2 separate regions of the Sus scrofa genome follow, and region 2 is linked to region 1. Evidence: chromatin contacts called from public Hi-C data. All regions are on one chromosome and are shown on one strand. Each heading gives the region's core, a stretch centred on a gene start, on an enhancer-like site or on the middle of the called end of the contact. The rest is flanking DNA. Distances are from core to core; before and after follow the strand shown.

The links. A called contact is a pair of places that touch in the nucleus more often than the background predicts.
Region 2: a Hi-C map of epiblast stem cells shows a contact between it and region 1, with 1.8 times the contacts expected there. The contact joins the promoter of KCTD5 here to the promoter of FLYWCH1 in region 1. A contact is called at or near these places in 3 of 47 Hi-C or Micro-C datasets (epiblast stem cells, fetal skeletal muscle and liver).

What each region holds. Positions count from the first base shown.
Region 1 is chr3:39,243,103-39,246,005 of Sscrofa11.1, forward strand. FLYWCH1 (FLYWCH-type zinc finger-containing protein 1) reads right to left here and starts at 1,641. Exons shown (of 10, transcript XM_021086740.1): 1 at 1,389-1,641.
Region 2 is chr3:39,428,240-39,430,985 of Sscrofa11.1, forward strand. It overlaps KCTD5 (BTB/POZ domain-containing protein KCTD5), which reads right to left and starts at 1,369. Exons shown (of 6, transcript XM_013987853.2): 1 at 1,069-1,369. The coding sequence starts at 1,320. PDPK1 (3-phosphoinositide-dependent protein kinase 1) reads right to left here. Exons shown (of 14, transcript XM_021086751.1): 14 at 1,689-2,746.

The sequences.
Region 1 (2,903 bases), core at 391-2,890:
CGTCCCTGAGAACCACTGCGCCAAAGCATCTTAGAGCAGAGGGCACGAGGCGTTTCCAGCTAATGGTACTTCCAGCCCCCAACCCCCCAACTCCCCCAGATCACAATCTTAGCTGTTTCCACCCCTCCTGTATCAGGCCTAACGCGTGCCCTGATCACTCCAGACCTGATCACACCACCTCCCTAACGGTCTTCCTGCCCAGCATCGGCTGGCCCCCATGCTCCCTATGCAGTTCTGACTTCCCAAACCTCAACTCTAACAGCTTCCCTCTCCGGTGAAAGTTGTCTCCAGGAGTTCCCTGGTGGCCTAGTGGTTAAGGATCTGGCATTGTCACTGCTGAGACTTACTTACTGCTGTGGTATGGGTTTGATCCCTGGCCCAGAAACATCCACCCGCTGTGGGTATGGCCAAAAAAAAAAAGCCTGTCTCAGTCTCTGTTATAAATGCTCCACAGTCTAGCCTCCACATACTCTCTCTGCCCCAAGTCTGACCAGGAGCTTTTGGGAGAGGAACAAAATAATAAACCAGACCGAATCAAACCAAGTCCTGGAAATGATTTTGGCCCTGAAAGCATTAATGTCAAAATAATAAAAATATGCCCTTTCTTTGGAATCGGTGATGTTTACGCGTGATTATGTCACTGGAGCTCAGCATCCTCTGGAGGCAAGGCGTGGGGGGGTGCAAGACTGCCACTTAAAGCAAGCGCTTTACACTGGGTCAGACTCACTTGGTCCTGAAATCGGTTCAATGTGGTGATAATAGTCTTTTGGAATGGAAAGAACAGACCAGAATAGAATAGAAAGGAATAGAAGAGGATAGAATCAGAAGCCAGGCAGAGTAGATCTGGCTGCATCACGTGAGGTCCGGGTAACTGTCTCCCTTTAAACTTCTCTTTCAGTAATCCGCATCTACAGGCATGTAAAACATATTTCTTAGAGTAGGTTGGGTCAAAAAAGTTTGAAAGCGCCAACAGGCAATCTACATATTCGGCGTGGAAGGTGTAACGACAGCAAAAAGTGCAAGGTCACGGGGACCTCCAGAGCCGCAAAGATGGGATGGGGCTGGGATGGATGCCAGGCCGGAGGGCAGTACTGGTTGGGACAGACATGTTCCAGGAAAGGCAGGCGAATGTGGGGCTCCCTGATTTGGGATGTCTGGGCTCAGTCCCGGGGTCGGGTGGGTCGTGGGGTCGGAAGATCGAGGAGAAAGGAGGCAGCGAATCGCAGGTGAAGGACAAGGAGCGGCCTGAGCGCCGCGACGCAGAGTACGGGGACACCCGCCCCTCCCGAGTATCAGTGGTCCTGGGGGCCCCCCGGGAAAGCCTGGCCCGGGGCCGACCAGACGGAGGGACCCGAGACCCTCCCCGACCCGCTGGGGCCCGTCCTCACCGGGCACTGGCCAGGCGGCGACGGCAGCGGGGCCCTCCCTCTCCGGAGACCGAGCTGTGCCGGGTCCTTTGGCCTCGGGCCGCTGCAGCCACCGGAGTCGATCTCACGGCCCAGACCCCTCCGGCCACCGCAACCCGGGTGCCCACGCCCCGCCCCCACCTGCCCCTCGGGAGCGAGCCCCGTGCCGCGCGCGCCACCCGGCTGGCAGTAGGGAGCGCGCGCCGCCCGGCGGGGGCGCCTGCCTCTCGGAGCGCAAAAGCGGGTTCCTAGTGAGCATGCGCAGCAAAGCCGTGGGGGACCCCTTCCTCCGGTAACGTCCGCTTCTCCGGGTCTTCCCTGAGCGGCGCCTGCTGGAGTCCCGGCCAATCGGCCGCGGGAGGCGGGGCCGGGGCTGGCGAAAGAGGCGGGGCAAGCCCAGGATTGGGCGGCAGAGGCGGCAGGGAACCGAGCGTTGCTCGGACCTTTGGCTTGGCCGGGGGTCGTGGGCGGTGCTTGGAGAAGAGAGCTGGGGGGCTTAATTGAGCCCCCAGACCTGTCCCAGGATTTGACTCAGCTCAGTGAGCGAAAGCCCTTATTTAAATGCATTCAATGCCCGTTACTTTCCTTAGCCAGCCGAAGGAAATTTCTTACGCACCTCCTCGAAATCCTCCAATGACCCACCCCGAAGCTGGGCCAATTGGAGATTCAAAATAAAGAATGGTAACAGCAGATTGTAACTTAGAATAAAATAAGAATCCGGGATCGATAGTGATGCAAAGAAGTAAATGGGGAGAAGAGAAAGCTCTTTCTTAGGGTAGAATGTCAACTAAAAAATGCAGACGGAATGATGCAGAAACTCACCGTTTGGCGACCGTCGTTAATAGGCAAACATCAACAATGGACGCTAAAACCGAAGGGTGAAAGTTTGGTAAGGAACTAGTATTTACATAGTTCAAGAGTACAGATCGCCCGACAAGATATTTATTCATTACAAAGAGGGAAATATGAATTTTACAGTACAGAAACTTCTCAAAGTGTAGTCTGGGATTCCTGGAAGTCCCCATGGAATATTCCATTGATGATGTGTATCAAGGTGAATGCTGAAGCACATATGAGAACCTGTAATCTTCTCTTAAGCCTACATTAAGGATATTTGCAAAAATGTAAAACAATGCTAGTCTCATTAAATGTCTTTGTTTTGGAAAATATAGCAATTTTCATAAAAATATGTTAACACATAAAACGTTTATGACTGTATCTTTCGGTAACCGATTTATTGGGTATAATTCACATACCATACAATTCACCCACTTAAATTGTACAACTGAATGGTTTTTAGTATATTCACAGCGATGCCAACATCACCACAATCAGTGTTAGAATAATTTCATCACTCCAAAAAGAAACCTTTACTCATCACCCCCAAGTCCCCCAGCGTCCCACCCTAAGCAACTGTTAATCTACTTTCTGTCTCTATAGATTTGCAGGTTCGAGGGAGCTCCTGGACATTTCGTTTAAACGGAATCATACACCATG
Region 2 (2,746 bases), core at 119-2,618, 180 kb after region 1:
GGTGGTTCTGTGGTCACTCGAGGTCTCATTTCCCGATCCTAAGGTCAGGCCACTCTGAGGATGATCTCGGTCGGGCTTCTGGATCTGGACAAGGGATCACACTCTTTCTGGGAAGCCTATGCCTGGCAAATGCTGGGCTGGCAAGGCACAAGGCCAAGGGCAATTACGTAGGCCCAAGCCAAAGGCAGGAAAGTTAGGATAAGGCCTGTGAACCGCCTAGGATACGTACAGGGAATAACTCTTCTTCCAGCACAGCCTTTTTTTGAGTTTCGATGCCATACAGCTGCCGAGACAATTCTTTAAGTAATAATCGAAACAGCTTCTATTATCACCTGCACAACAGTCTGATGAAACACAAGCAGCAAACCAACCTAGAAACTCCTATCCTTTTGAGAGAGCAGCAGGAAAACTAGGTTAATGAGAAAGTAGATTGAAAAAGATTTCCTATCTGGCCCTTCCTTGACACCCCTGAGCCACGCCTCAATATGAGCCACATTCCCTTCGAAAATCACTCTATGGACGGCACTTTTTGAGACTGTTGTGTGGGTGCGTGTTGTGGCTGAAAACGATGGAGCGCCAACTCCCTAAATGCAAGTCACTGAGAAAGGCAGGCCACTAGTATCAAACCCCACGCTAACGTTAAGTAAAACGTCTGGAATGTGAGAAAATGAGGGGAACATGGGGATTCGGGATTCCAGAGCCAGTCAGTACACCGGGACGGAGAAGAGAAGGTGCTCCCGGCGGGGGCAAAAGAACCTAGGAGAGAAAAGAAAGTAGATCCCAGCAGAGTCCGGGGTCTGGGAAACCTCCTCCGCGGAAGAGCAGAGGAGGGCGAGACAGACACCCCGAGGGGGAGTGGCTGGGGCTCTCGGAGGGCGGTGGGAGCCAGGGCGCCATCCTGTTCATCCTCGGCCCAGGACAGGGAGTCGGGGGCTCCGGTCGGGCTGGTGAGCAGGGGGCAGCGAGACCCGGAGCCGGGGCGGTTCTCTCAGAGTGGGTCAGGGGGTGTGTGTGGGGCCGCCGACGGGGGCGGCCCGAATCCTCCTGGCTGGCCCGCGCGGCCCTCACCTTGTCCGAGTCCAGGTCGGGGTCGGCCTGGCACAAACGGTACAGGAAGGATTTCGGATCCCGGCACAGCGTCTGCCGAGTGGTGAGGAAGTAGGTGCCGCCGACGTTGAGCCGGACCCATTTGGACACGTTGCCGGGGCGCTGGGCCAAGGTGCCGAGCCCCGCGCTGCAGCGGCGGCACAGGCTGCCCCCCAGCCCCGCCCCGAGGCCGCCCGGGGCCGGCGGCAGCAGCTCGCAGTGACTCTCCGCCATGATCCCAGCAAGCCCGGCCACAGCTCCCCTCTGCCGGAAGCGTCCGGCCTTTAATACAGTCCTCCGGGCTCTGTCCCGCCCACGGGTCCGCCCTCGTAAGGCGCCCACCCCGGCGTCACGCGGGAGGCGGAAGTTCCGGTCCGGAAAAGCGGCCGGCCGTGCCCCCTTCCGGCCAAGTCCGGCGCGGCGTGGTCCGGCATCGCCCTTGTGGGCAGGCGGCGGTGGAGCCCGGCGTCGCGCTTGAGAGGGGCTGGCCGGTCTTCGCCGGGCGCGCGCTGTGCCCGAACACCCTGTTCCTGGCCCCGAATTCAGGTCGCCCTGCGACGCCCGACCCGCGCCCCGGCCAAAGAAAGCTACATCAGTGAGCGTCTACATTCTACATGCTTTTTTATTACAAGGCTACCGAGCATACGTGGAAAATTCATCATCCGGTAACTACACCTAAAGCACAAATATTTGAAAAAAAAGAATAAACAGATTCATTAAATTATGATATGATTAAATCATCGACCAAATAGAAAATTTATATAATAAAGCCAGAAAAAAAGTTGTAAAATATAGTTTACAATAATTATTCACATTCAAGGCTGTACATCAATACATACAACAACGTGGCCCGAACATGAATTCAACCCAAATAATTCATATATTAGATTTTAAATAACACAGACTGAACTAGAGGCCAACAATAGCCAGCAAATAACCTTATATAAGAATAAAAATACAAAAGTGTATATCCTAATATCATTGCATTATTTGTTTCCGTAAGTTTTTTTTTTTTTTAATATTTGCTTTGCCTGTACATCACAGTTACAGCTACAGACCAGGTAGAGAATATTACACATGTTCTGACTGCCACCAACCTGAAAGACAGCTAGCATACTACTGATTCATCCTATTTTGTGTTGTTAATAGCTACAGCAGCTCTAAATATTGCGAAACTTTGATTTTGTCAGTGTCCAATCAAACGTAGGATCATGGCAGAGGCTTTTCACCAGCAAAATGGCCCCTACTTATAGTCAGGCAGCCAGAAGGGTTAGACGAGGGTGGACCCCACAGCTAAAAAAGGTGCGCCTTTTGTAAAAAGTTCTCTGTACATAAAGTTTGGTCGTTCTTCATACTGAAGAAATGAGTTCTGGGTAAATTCTGGTACACATGAGGCCTGTTTAGTTGCCCACCATGGCTGTCTGAACTACAGGTAAAACTGCCCTTTGCCGGAAGAGCTTCCTCCCCAGACCAGTTCTCCACAGGCAGCCTAATTTACAACCCTGCACTCTTGGGCCAGCAGCCTGCACCCTCAGAGGCTCTGGGAGTGACACCTGCCCTGATTTAAGGCACTTGCCATGGAGTCTGCCTAAGGGGCAAGGGCCACACCCACCTGAGTCACCATCAGTTCATGTTAAGTTTGGATATGAAAAGAAACAGT